Linked DNA regions of Xenopus laevis: region 2 is linked to region 1. The links are chromatin contacts, called in public Hi-C maps. All regions are on one chromosome and are shown on one strand. The core of a region is the stretch at or near the end of the contact, and the rest is flanking DNA. Distances in the headings are between cores, read along the strand shown. Region 1 holds the start of fam174c.L (protein FAM174C). Region 2 has its middle 3.6 kb from the start of LOC108696040.

Region 1 (6,280 bases), core at 2,284-4,783:
TTTTTATTTGTGGTTTTTGAGTTATTTAGTTCTTTATTCAGCAGCTCTCCAGTTTACAATTTCTGCAATCTGGTTGCTAGGGTCCACACTACCCTACCAACCATGCATTGATTTGAATAAGAGCCTGGAATAAGAATAGGAGAGGCCTGAATAGAAAGAGGAGTAATAAAAAGTAGCAATAACAATACATTTGTTACCTTTCAGAGCATTTGTTGTTAGATAGGGTCAGTGACCCCCAATTTGAAAGATGGAAAAAAGTCAAAATAAGAAGGCAAATAATTCAAAAACTATATTTAAAAAACAAAGACCAATTGAAAAGTTGCTTAGAATTAGCCATTTTATAACATACTAAAGGTAAACCACCCCTTTAAGGTTAGGATGGACACAGAGCTTGCAAAGGGTTGATTTTTTAAAGTATTTATTTTACAATTCTTATATTAGAAGTACAGTTATCTTTTGGGCATTATCCATATTCACCTAAAAACTTTCTAGAGAACAGCTTCTCAGAGCAGGCATGATTAGTGAAGTGCAGGTCGAGTTTTTTTGGTTTTTTTTTTTGACCCGCACCTGACATAGGCCCAAGGATGATGTCATAAAAGGGTTGGGGCAATAGCACGCCTATAAAAACAGAAGCAGGACTCCGGTAGCGGAAAGTCATGATTGGGGAGCAGGGCCGGAACTAGGGGTAGGCAGAAGAGGCAGCTGCCTTGGGCGCAATGATAGGGGAATGCTGGGCAGCTACCTCTAAAATTATTTTCTGCCTACCCCTAGTCCGTATTCGCATCCCTCAGTCTTACTTCCCTTCCTTCCATCTATCACCCTCCCATCTGTCGATCTCCCCTCCCTCCTGTCACCCTCCCCTCCGTCACTCTCCTCTCCCTCTTGTCACCCTCCGTCACTCTCCCCTCCCTCGGGGTGCTGAGGTCCGCGCGACCCGCATATCACTGGTGAACATGGGTGGACCTTTCTGCGGGACAGTCCATATTGTGACAGCTCAGCCCGCAGTCTTGGATTTCTTGCTGAGATTTACCGACTTTCTCTTTGATCTCCTGCACTGATGCGAGAAAAAGATACAAAGTTTCTGAAACTTAATTAAAATAAGAGTTTTTTTTGCAGAGAGCCCAGAAAACTCAGCAGCTGCACTTGGATACTTTTGTAACAATTTAAGATAAGCAAAGATACAATTGTAACTATTTAAGATAAGCAGGTTTCTTGAGAAAACTTAGACTAGCAGCTTAAGGGGCAATTCACTTTCATTAGCAAAACTGTTGTAACACATAAAACATTTGTCCCTCTTTCCATTTTTTGAATGTTGAGAGGTATGTGTCTGAAGAAGGGGGCAGTTGCCACCTCTCCAGCTAGTTCCAAAAAATTGTTTGTAAATTTCATTACAAACACCACAAAATGTTTATTTATACTTTTTTATGCTTACCTGCCCCCCCCCCAGAAACTTTTCTGCTGACACCCTTGGGTGTGAGAGTATCTCACACAATAAGCTTTATCTTCTTACAATTACGCTACAGACTTGTTGGCATCCTACGATACTGGCACACAGAGCATTTTAGACTGTCCCATGCTACTGTACTGTACTATGTTACTGACAATACTGTTTTTCCTGGTCCAGTCCATTGTTAAACATAGTAAAAAAGAATGTGAAAATCAGACTGGCCAAACCCTCCAGCAACCCAACCATGGCAACAACTGAAGCATTCTTAAAGGAGAAGGAAAGCTATGGAGGCATTATTTTGCCAATAGATTAGCTGCAATAGTGCAAGCTAAAATGCTATATTTATTCTGTAGAATGTTTTACCATATCTGAGTAAAAATCTCTAGAAGCGCTGTTTGTTTAGGATAGCAGCTGCAGTATTGGCTTGGTGTGACATCACTTCCTGCCTGAGTCTCTCCCTGGCTCAGATTATAGCAGAGAAGGGGGGGGGGAGAGGAGCAAACTGAGCATGCTCTAGCCCGGGGCAAGGAGTAAAAAGCTCTAGAAGTGCTGTTTGTTTAGGATAGCAGCTGCAGTATTAGCTTGGTGTGAAATCACTTCCTGCCTAAGTCTCTCCCTGCTCACCCTCTCCCTGGCTCAGATTATAGCAGAGAAGGGAGGGGGGGGGAGAGGAGCAAACTGAGCATGCTCTAGCCCGGGGCAAGGAGGTTTAAGCTGAAGGCAGGACGTCTGATACAGAAGCCCATGTGTACACAATAGAAGAAATGCAGCTCTTCTTTTGACAGAGGACTCAGAGCAGCACTACTTTGAGGGTTTACTGGTACCATTCTGATAAGGCTTACTTAGTTTTAACCGTTCCTTAATGTTATTTTTTATAAAAGGGATACTGTTGTGGGAAAAAAAAAATTTTCAAAATGAATCAGTTAATAGTGCTGCTCCAGCAGAATTCTGCACAGAAATCCATTTCTCAAAAGAGCAAACAGATTTTTTTATATTCAATTTTGAAATCTGACATGGGGCTAGACATATTGTCAGTTTCCCAGCTGCCCCAAGTCATGTGACTCTGATAAACTTCAATCACTCTTTACTGCTGTACTGCAAGTTGGAGTGATATCACCCCCCTCCCTTCCCCCCCCCAGCAGCCAAACAAAAGAACAATGGGAAGGTAACCAGATAACAGCTCCCTAACACAAGAAAAACAACTGCCTGGTAGATCTAAGAACAACACTAAATAGTAAAAACCCATGTCCCACTGAGACACATTCAGTTACATTGAGAAGGAAAAACAGCAGCCTGCCAGAAAGCATTTCTCTCCTAAAGTGCAGTCACAAGTCACATGACTAAGGCAGCTGGGAAATTGACAAAATGTCTAGCCCCATGTCAGATTTCAAAATTGAATATAAAAAAAATCTGTTTGCTCTTTTGAGAAATGGATTTCAGTGCAGAATTCTGCTGGAGTAGCAATATTAACTGATGCATTTTGAAAAAAAAACATGTTTTCTAATGACATGATCCCTTTAAAACGCATTACATGGGGTGTTACTGGGATATATACATCAAACATACATGTTACAAACAAATACTGACTGTTTAGGCTTGTGACACAAGGGCAGATTCGGTGAGATTTAGTCGCCTGGCGACTTATCACCTCTTCTTCAGGGCGACAATCTCCCCGAACTGCCTTTGCATGTCTTCCTGTCCGTTAAATGAAAAGTCGCATGTGCTGTGTAAAGCACACGCGGCACTTCGTTCTCCGAAGTCGCCCGAAATTTCCCCGTGAGGCAACTTCGATAAACGACTAGCCGCATGTGCTTTAGGCGACTTTTCATTATAGCGGACGGGAAGACATGCGAAGGCAGTTCGGGGAAATTGTCGCCCAGAAGAAGAGGTGATAAGTCGCCAGGCGACTAAATCTCACTGAATCTGCCCTTGTGTCACAAATTAGGGTTACAGTCTAAAGCACATTCCCTATTTTTTATGGCGGCAGAGGAGTACTTATTCTGCAGAGTACAAAGTTTGATGGGGTAGCAAGAACGGGTGAATATTTCAGTAAAGAACAATTCAGAGTCACTCTGTTACTAATAATGGTGGTTTTCTACAAACGGAGCATTTGGAGATATAGATCTAAAACATTCTTTTAAGCAAACAGCAGCTTTGAACTTCCACTTCCTCATATACCATAAACCACGCACTCTTAATTTCTTCGGCTCTTCCCTTAGTCAGCTTCCTGTGTGCGGTGACGTCGCCGTGTGGGCGGAACAAAAGCCGGAAGTGATTGGTGACACCAATTCTGGGACCAGGTGGAGTAAAGCAGTTTGGGTGCTTCTCGATTGTAAGGTGAGTTGGATAAGGCGCTGCAGTGTCTCTAAACGGGGACGGGTGTTTGTGGTCTCCCGTTGTTATTTAGCTACTGACGGCCTACTGTAAGTTAGTTCCGTTTTATCAGCTGTTATTCCTTTTCGCCTTCCGTAGATTTTAGTGGGCATCGCTGTATATACACAGTGCAATTGGCTAGAACCCAGTCTATTGGGAACAGGGAAGGCCACAGTCTAGCATACTCCCTACTTCCAGTATAAACTACCCAGTGTTATACAAAGGTAAACAGAACAGAAATAGTTTACACTTGACTAAAATCGTATTTGTAACCAAAAACTGCCTAGTGATTATAGCTGACTGGATAATATAGCTCATGTCTGTAGGCTGGATCTTATTAAAGTGCTTCATACAAAGACGTATATGGAAGGAATCTTTGAGCTGTCTGGTAGCCATAGAAATCTTATTGTGCCTTGTTCTAGATCCTTTATAAAAAGATACAGGAATATCCAGTAAATCATGTATAGGGAATATTGTACCTGTATAAGGATATTAAAAAGTTACTGAGGAGCTTCATGACCATATAAACGCACAACGCCAAAAGCACAGTGATTTTTGCAGGTCATGGAACTCAAGAGGTGACTTTTAATACCCTCATAGTTTCCAAGGGCTACATTGTTTATTCTAATACAAATTTTCAGTCATGTGACAGAAATCACATCACTGAGCACCGTTTATAACCAATGGCATCACTAAACACCGTTTTAGGGATATCATTTACAGGACATTAATGGCTCCTGTGTATTATAAGGATATTATAAGTTCAATGACCATATAGAAGCACCAAGGTAAATGCCTGGAACTCCGCGGTGACTTCTAATATCTTCATATTTTACAATGGGGGTACATAATTTATTATAATGCACGAGTTTCAGTGAAATTGACAGGAATTACATCACTAAGCACCATTTATAAGGATAATTCTATATTTATGGAATATTCAAGACCCTTGTGTATTACATCGTAATAAATCTTTGCCTAGTGATGTCACCAGGTATTACCGTATGTAATTTTTCACATGGCTCACTAAAATTTGTGTATGATAACACATAATGTCCCCCCTCCCTGTAGTAAAATATAAGAACATTAAATCGCTGTAGAGTTATCCATTACCTGGACAAGTACACTCCTTACGCCTTTATATGGTCAATTATAATATCTTTCTGTTTTACAATACGGGGTAATCCCATTTCATTAAAAAAAGTTGATCAAACTAGGACTTATTCAATATTAATTTTCGGTCTGGGGTTACTCATCACAGTTTTCTTGTCATTCAGTTCAAAGTGACCTATAGCAATGACATCAGCAGGCTCAATGCTGCAGCCAAACTTTCCTTTTTACTGCCATACATTTGAACTCCTTTTTATAAAGAGGGGTTATCTTCCTTTAAGGGCACCTGTTGGCCGAAAATATTTTCCCCCACCAAGGCCCAGGGTGTAGGCTAATAGAGCCTGCAATCCGGCTGGGGGTAATGGTAGTTCTTAAAGCATGTGCTTTGCACAACATTTCATTTTTGGTGGGGCAATTTTTTTTTTTTAGAAAACTACTATTACCCTCAACCGGAGTGCAGGCTCTATTAACCCATACTTTTGTTAGGGGAAATTATTTTTGGCCAACAGGTGCCCTTTAATCACTTCATAATGATGACTTATCTGCTGTCATGGCAGTGACAGTACAGATCTAGTGGTGCAAAATTTTAATAAATGTGTGTTAACAGCTCAAATTGATTTTTCAATAAAAACTTTTTTCATTAAAAACATTTTTGCTGGAACCCTAGCCTTTCTGCCAGTTTTATGGAGCACACAGGAAGTCAAGGCAGAGGGCCAGGCCAGAGGTAAAACTTGTGCTTTAAATAAGCCCATCTAAAATCTTCATGTTTGTGAAAATTTAAATATGTGTCTACAGAAGGTAAAGGTAAAAATATGTGTCTACAGAAGGTAAAGGTAAAAGCTACTGTCTTTCTCTTCCTAATTCATCTTTCAGTTCTTTTATTTATTGATTTATTTAATCATCTCTCCACTACCTCAATCTTGCTTCATTCTTCACAATAGGCTTGTGCTTTCTTTGACTTTTTGCCCTGCCGCCTCTCTCATCTGTTCATTCTTGGAAACCCTGAAACCTGTACACGGTAAGCTTTGGTACATTGATTTCCTATTATCTGGTTTTGTTGTTGCAGATGTGGTTCATTGCCAGTATTTTCATTTTTCTTGTGGTTGGGAGACTAGTGGATTCTTTTGGTTCAAACAGCACAACCCCATCTCACATTGCCGACTTTACCACAAAGTATAATTCACAGAACACAACCGCAAAGCTCAATGTCCAGGAGAATTTCTTTGGGGCCAACATGCAGATGGTTCAGAGGGCATTTTATGTGTTGATTGGAATCTCATTGCTTGCTGTGCTATACTTCATCATTCGCACTGTAAGGTGAGATAGTGGACAATGCTTTAAAATTATGAT
Region 2 (6,280 bases), core at 2,045-4,544, 69 kb before region 1:
CATTCAGGTGGATATAATTAAATCAGTTGAGATGGGGCACAGAGTGGATCCGCTTCTCTCGGTCTGCAAAAATATGCAGGCTGAGAGCAATGGAGACTACTGCTCCATGTGTCCAAAGCTGGCCATAGACTCAAATATCCGATCATACGAAACCATCTCCCGACCTGCCACTAACAATTCCGATCAAATAAAGTACCAAAGAACAGATCAGCCGATGTTCTGCCCCTGACAGTTATGTCCGACAAAAGCTAGTGACAGTCTCCCTCTGAAAATCGTACGATCGGCAATACATGCAGAGATATTATCGGCAGCCGACAGAAATCTTTTAACCTGTCCGATCGACCAAACGACCAATCTCCGCCGGACGAAAAATGTCAGGACTCTCCACACACGGTCCGAAAATCTTACGAATCCTCGATTTATACAATCATATCTTTGCGTCTATGGCCAGCTTTACTGTACATAAAGACACATTTTTGTATCCATGCTACAGAGTGTGCTCATTTATATACATTTATCTTTTGAGATTGAGCATCAATTTTTGGGAATATCACACTTTTCCCTATGCTACTGACAGATGGAGCTGATTTTCTGCATGTGTAATTAGTCAATCTGCTGACCTCTGCTCCCTTCTCTGTCCACACTGAGAGGCACTGTTTCGGCCAGGGTGCAGACACAATGGAGTGGATTTGGATGGAAAAATGAATACTCAATTTTCCTGGGGCAAAATTTGCTCCATGCATACAAGCTGATGCAGTGCCTTTAATACACACACGGAAGCAGAGTTCAGTTCAGCGGATCAGCTGATTCTTGGCCTGAGTTTACAAATAAATCCACTGCATCCATGCTATGATGTTTGGTCAAATTTTAAGCTATTTTTCCAAAAATCATTCCAGTACATTCCAGTTGTTGAGACATTTGCCCACTGTGAATTTTTTACAACCTCTACTTTCCAAAAGCATAGGGTTTGTGGTATTACCTGAACTTTTTATATAATGTTCTGGCTTTTGAGATGCATAAAACACAGGCAGTATATATATTGCTTTCAGGGCTGAGCATCAGCCATGGAAATTCATTTGCACTGTTTGGATTTTGCAGTATCTATATACCAGTTGTATAATCAAATGTTTATGTGGCATCAAATTATCCAGAAGACATGATGCATGCATATTTGGAGTAAAAAGGTTTTGTGAGTGCCTTTGGAGTTTAAAATTATATCTGGCAACCCTGGTGGTACACGAAGTGAGCTCCAGCAGTGAAAGGGGAACTATCATTATAAAAAATTGTAGTACAGGTATGTGATGCGTTACCTGGTAATCCAGAAAGCTCTGAATTAAAGGGAGGCCATCTCCCATAGACACCATTATCATACCTCCCAACATTTTCGAAATAGAAAGAGGGACAAAAAGATTTGTGGAGTGGAGTGTGACGAAAATTTTGACCACGCCCATTTTGTGACCATACCCCCCTAATTACCATATTCATTTTACATAATTTGGCGGGTTATGAAAGTTTGAACACATTTCTATGGATTTTATGTGTTATTAGTTTTGCTAATGACAGTGAATTGCCCTTTAAGCTGCAAGACAGTTTCCCCAATCTTAAATTGTTACAATTTTTTCTTTGCTTATCTTAAATTGTTACAAAAGTGCACCTGCGGCTGCCATGTATTCTGGGCTGTCTGATATGTAAGATATGGAGATCCAAATTATGGAAATATCTCTTATGCAGAAAATCCCAAATCCTACGCATTCTAGATAAAATATCCTAGTATAAGCTTAATCTTAGATTGCCTTAGATCAGGGGTACCCAATCTTTTTTTTACCCGTGAGCCACTTTCAAACTGTAAAAAGAGTTGGGGACGCACAAGCATGAAAAATGTTCCTAGGGGGTGCCAAATAAGGGCTGTGATTGGCTATTTGGTAGCTCCTATGTGGACTGGGAGTCTAAAGGAGGCTCTGTTTGGCAGTACGTCTGTTTTTATGCAGCCAAAACTTGCCTCAAAGTGCTCTTACACATGAGCGTTTTTACCTGCGCTCCCCTGCGTTCCGTTTTTCGGCGTTCAGCCGCAGGGGAGCGCAGGAATAGACGCATTTAATTATTTCAAATGGGGCTGTACTCACACAGGCGCATGTAGGCGCCGAACGCAGGTTGAGACGCAACATGCTGCATTTTTCCTGCGTTCGGCGCCTACATGCGCCTGTGTGAGTACAGCCCCATTTGAAATAATTAAATGCATCTATTCCTGCGCTCCCCTGCGGCTGAACGCCGAAAAACGGAACGCAGGGGAGCGCAGGTAAAAACGCTCATGTGTAAGAGCCCTAAGCCAAGAATGCAAAAATAAGCACAATATTTTGCTCACAAACCCTGGCTGGGGATCACTGCCTTAGATAATAGTTTGCTATCCACTGGAAAGTGACAAGTAATTTGATTATTTCAGAAACAGTGCATACTTCTTTTAGTAAATTTCATTATTTACATAATCTGAAGTTTATTCATAAAGGTTTCCCTTTAGTAAACACCAAGGGACAGATACTGATTTTACATAAAAAATTACATATACTGGAAAGTTGCTTTCAGTGGTGTAACTATAGAGCAGTGATCTCCAGTTAGTGGCTTGCTCGCCAACACTTTGGATGTTGCTCTCAGTGGCCTCAAAGCAGGGAGCCTGGGGGAGCAGGGGGCCTGTAATAGATTACAAGTTCCTGGGTCACCCACAATCAAAATTGTGGGTGTACAGTGATTTTGTGTGCATTTACATAAATCCTCTGCGATTCCTTGGGGATGAGTTATTTTTAGGGGGGTCTACCTTGGTTATGCTACTGGTTGCATTAATTGACAAACTTTTATATTCAGGTTTACTTTTATATTTAACTGTTTAGAATTCTTTTAACACTTTTGTGATGCATAAACTGCAGATAATCAGGCTCATTTACAAATACTAGGCGCATTTGCACATGGCCAGTAACTCATAGCAACCAATCAGCAATTAGGCTTTGTTCAGCCAGCTGTCGGTAGAACAATGAAAGCAAAAAAAAAAATGATTGGTTGCTCTGGAATAGTGGCCAGATGCAAATCTACCTAGTGTTTGCCTTCATATTTTCAAATGAACCACTTTCTAGCGATATATTTAATAAGGTTACAAGGCAAGGTATTGTCAAATTTAGTTATCCCATACTTCATAGGTTTACTTTTAATATTAAAGAACAGTTTGTGTTCTCAGCAACAACTGAGATTATTTTCAGATCGGGGAGGGGAATAAGGCTTATGCCCTGAGGAATCAACAACAGGGTAGGACTCGTTTGCTTTCAGCAACAACAAAGCCACCCTGCCCCCACCGCTGCATTAACTGTTTATAGCTTCGGCTGGGGGAGGATTCAGGAAACTATGCTAGAACAGCTGAAGATACTGACAAATCTTTAACTGCAAAACAGATTTCTTTTCAATTATAGTTTTTATTGGTTTTCATACAGGAGTACAGCAAAAGGTAAAACATAATTAACACACATGGATGTATGTAAATCATTTTGTCAATTACAATTATAATAAAGAACTCAAAGAAAACAGAACCGAACCAGAGCAGAAACAACTATGGTAATCCTCACATACAAAATAAGAAGAATAAAATTAATATTTGCTGTTATTACTTTTTTTACTGTTATAATATTGTCACAATTTGCTTACATTATAGTCAAGTCTTATTTAAAAAAAAAAAAGAAGGCATCTAAACACTCACAAGCAGAGCTCTGCTGCAGGTCTGGACTGAGAATCAATATAGGCCCTGACATTTCAAGTACACAGAGGCCCAATATCAGCCCACTAAACAGTGACTGTCTGTGGCAATTTACAGCAGCTCCTTTGGCATGTGCCAGAACCCACAGATTGCAACGGTAAAATGCCTTGTATGTTGTATTGCATGTTTCAATCAACATGTAAAACACATTGGGATATTGAAGGAATAGTTACACTGAAAGCGTTTTAAAGTAATTAAAATATAATATACTGTTAGCATGCGCTGGTAAAAGCTGTGTGTTTGCTTCAGAAAGAATTCTATAGTTTATATAAATAAACTACTTTGTAGCCATGGGGGCGGTTTTACCAGTGCAGACCAACAGTAAATACTATTTTAATTACTTTGATTTACTTTCAGTTTTTGGTGTTACTGTTCCTTTAAAAACAGAGAAGTTGGAGGTACTAGAAGGCACTTGAAGGGCTGTGGTTGCCTTGGGCTGGTATAAAAGCCCAAAACATAATGTACATATATGTGCCAGAAAGACCCAAGTACAGGCTACATCAGATTATCATCAGTGAAGAGTGAGGAGGGATGTGGTAACATCAGAGAGGTGCAGTCTGAAAAGTCAAATTGATTTGCTATGCTATAGAGATGATGAAGGGAATATATGATTGACAAATTAAATATGTACCTAATCAGGTACAGATGGCCAATTGTTAGCAACTTTTGAATATTTGTTGGTATCGTTTCTGAATTATTTCTCCTCTTCTTTCCATCTTTGTTCTGCGAGGCTACAATTTTATTATTATTGTTACGTTTTATTACTTATCTTTCTATTCAGGTCTCTCCTTTCTCTCAATACCACTGCCTGGTTGCTAATGTAATATTGGATCCTAGCAACCAGGTAGCTGCCAACATTCCAAACTGAAGAGATGCTGAACAAATTAAAAAAACACACATAAAAATGAAGACCAGCTGCAAATTGTCTCAGAATATCAATCTCTACATCTTGCTAAAAGTACATTAAGGTGAACAACCCCTTTAAAGGTTTGGGCAGGGCCTTCTTTACCTCTTGTATTAGTTACTGGCTGCTTTGTATGTAAATCTGTATGTCCAGTGTTCCATTTATTGTAGGGAGATGCAGAATATGTTTTCACTTTATAAATATGTGATAATAAGCATTAACAGAACCCATATCCCCAGGTTGCACTTTTTTTTTTTTTTTAATCACTGTACTTTTAGTATGGAGCACCAGAAAACAACTGCTCCCATAAGGAATAATGAGAAAGCAGTGTGCAGACATGCAGAAAGCATTTACATATTTAAACAGAAATTCAGAATGTAATAAGTGTCAGTTTTAAATGTGATGCTTTAGTTTAAGCCACTACCATCTGGTTGGTATTACATCACTTTTATACAGGAGACATTAAATCATCATACTACATGGCTACTTACAGAACATGTTTGCCTGTACAACATATCGACATACAAGTGTGCATGCATAAACTATTTAATTTGCACCAACAGAGAGTTGCATTATTTAGCAACGACTGGAAAACCAAACCCTTTCTAATAAAAACCCCTACCCTACATAGACCTGCTCTCCCCCAGCCTAGGTGGTACCTCTGGTAAATGCAATCTCATCATTTTTTTGTAGGTGCTGAACTATGTTTGGCCTGTTGGTATACCTCATGGACTGGGCTTGGGCAGCCTTACCCAGATCCTATGTCTGGTACAGGTTTGGGATCCTTTATCCGGAAACCTGTTATCCAGAAAGCTCCGAATTGCCGAAAGGCTGTCTCCCATAGACTCCATTTTATCCAAATAATCCAAATTTTCAAAAATATTTCCTTTTTCTCTGTAATAATAAAACAGTAGCTTGTACTTGATCCCAACTAAGATATAATTCATCCTCATTGGAGGCAAAATCAGCCTATTGGGTTTATTTAATATTTACTTGTTTTTCTAGTAGACTTAAGGTAAGAAGATCCAAATTACAGAAAGATCTGTTATCCAGAAAGCCCCAGGTCCCAAGCATTCTGGATAACAGGTCCCAAGCATTCTGGATAACAGGTCCCATACCTGTATTCTATTATTTTCATTAACATGTATTTATATAGCGCCATAAAGTTTATTCAATTATAAGTTGAATAAACTCACAACTAGAATGTTTTTTTCTAATTTATGAAAAAACTTGAATGTAAAGAACTCGAATCAGTGCATTCGGGGTGAAAAAACCAAATACTCTAATTTATCGAGTTTTCCCTGGAAAAAAAGCTTGAATGAATCGAGTTTTCAAGCAAAACGTACCAAAAAAACCCCAGAACATCATAAAGTCGGCAAACATCTTCAAATGGTTCAAGGGACCTCTGCCACTGACTTCTACATGCCCGCGACAGGTTTTAGCTGGAGTCTTTTCAGATTCAAGTTATTTCCAGTTTCGGGGTATAGTAAATCAGAATCTATTTTTTTTAAAAAACCTTAATAATGAGTTTTTAATGGGTTTCCGGATAACAGATCCCATACCTGTACAGGCCTGTCTAGCTG

The links. Hi-C and Micro-C count contacts between places; a contact is called where the count stands out from the background.
Region 2: a Hi-C map of the XTC cell line shows a contact between it and region 1, with 2.4 times the contacts expected there. The contact joins the enhancer-like site here to the promoter of fam174c.L in region 1. A contact is called at or near these places in 2 of 4 Hi-C or Micro-C datasets (the XL177 cell line and the XTC cell line).

Annotation. Positions count from the first base shown.
Region 1 is chr1L:108,706,158-108,712,437 of Xenopus_laevis_v10.1, reverse strand. It overlaps fam174c.L (protein FAM174C), which reads left to right and starts at 3,533. Exons shown (of 4, transcript XM_018269173.2): 1 at 3,533-3,784; 2 at 5,997-6,247. The coding sequence starts at 5,997.
Region 2 is chr1L:108,774,660-108,780,939 of Xenopus_laevis_v10.1, reverse strand. No RefSeq gene overlaps it. Among protein-coding and RNA genes, the nearest start is that of LOC108696040, 3.6 kb to the left of the region's middle. Within about 2 kb of position 3,294, at least 3 of the 7 cell types and tissues checked have an H3K27ac peak or open chromatin away from gene starts, as enhancers often do.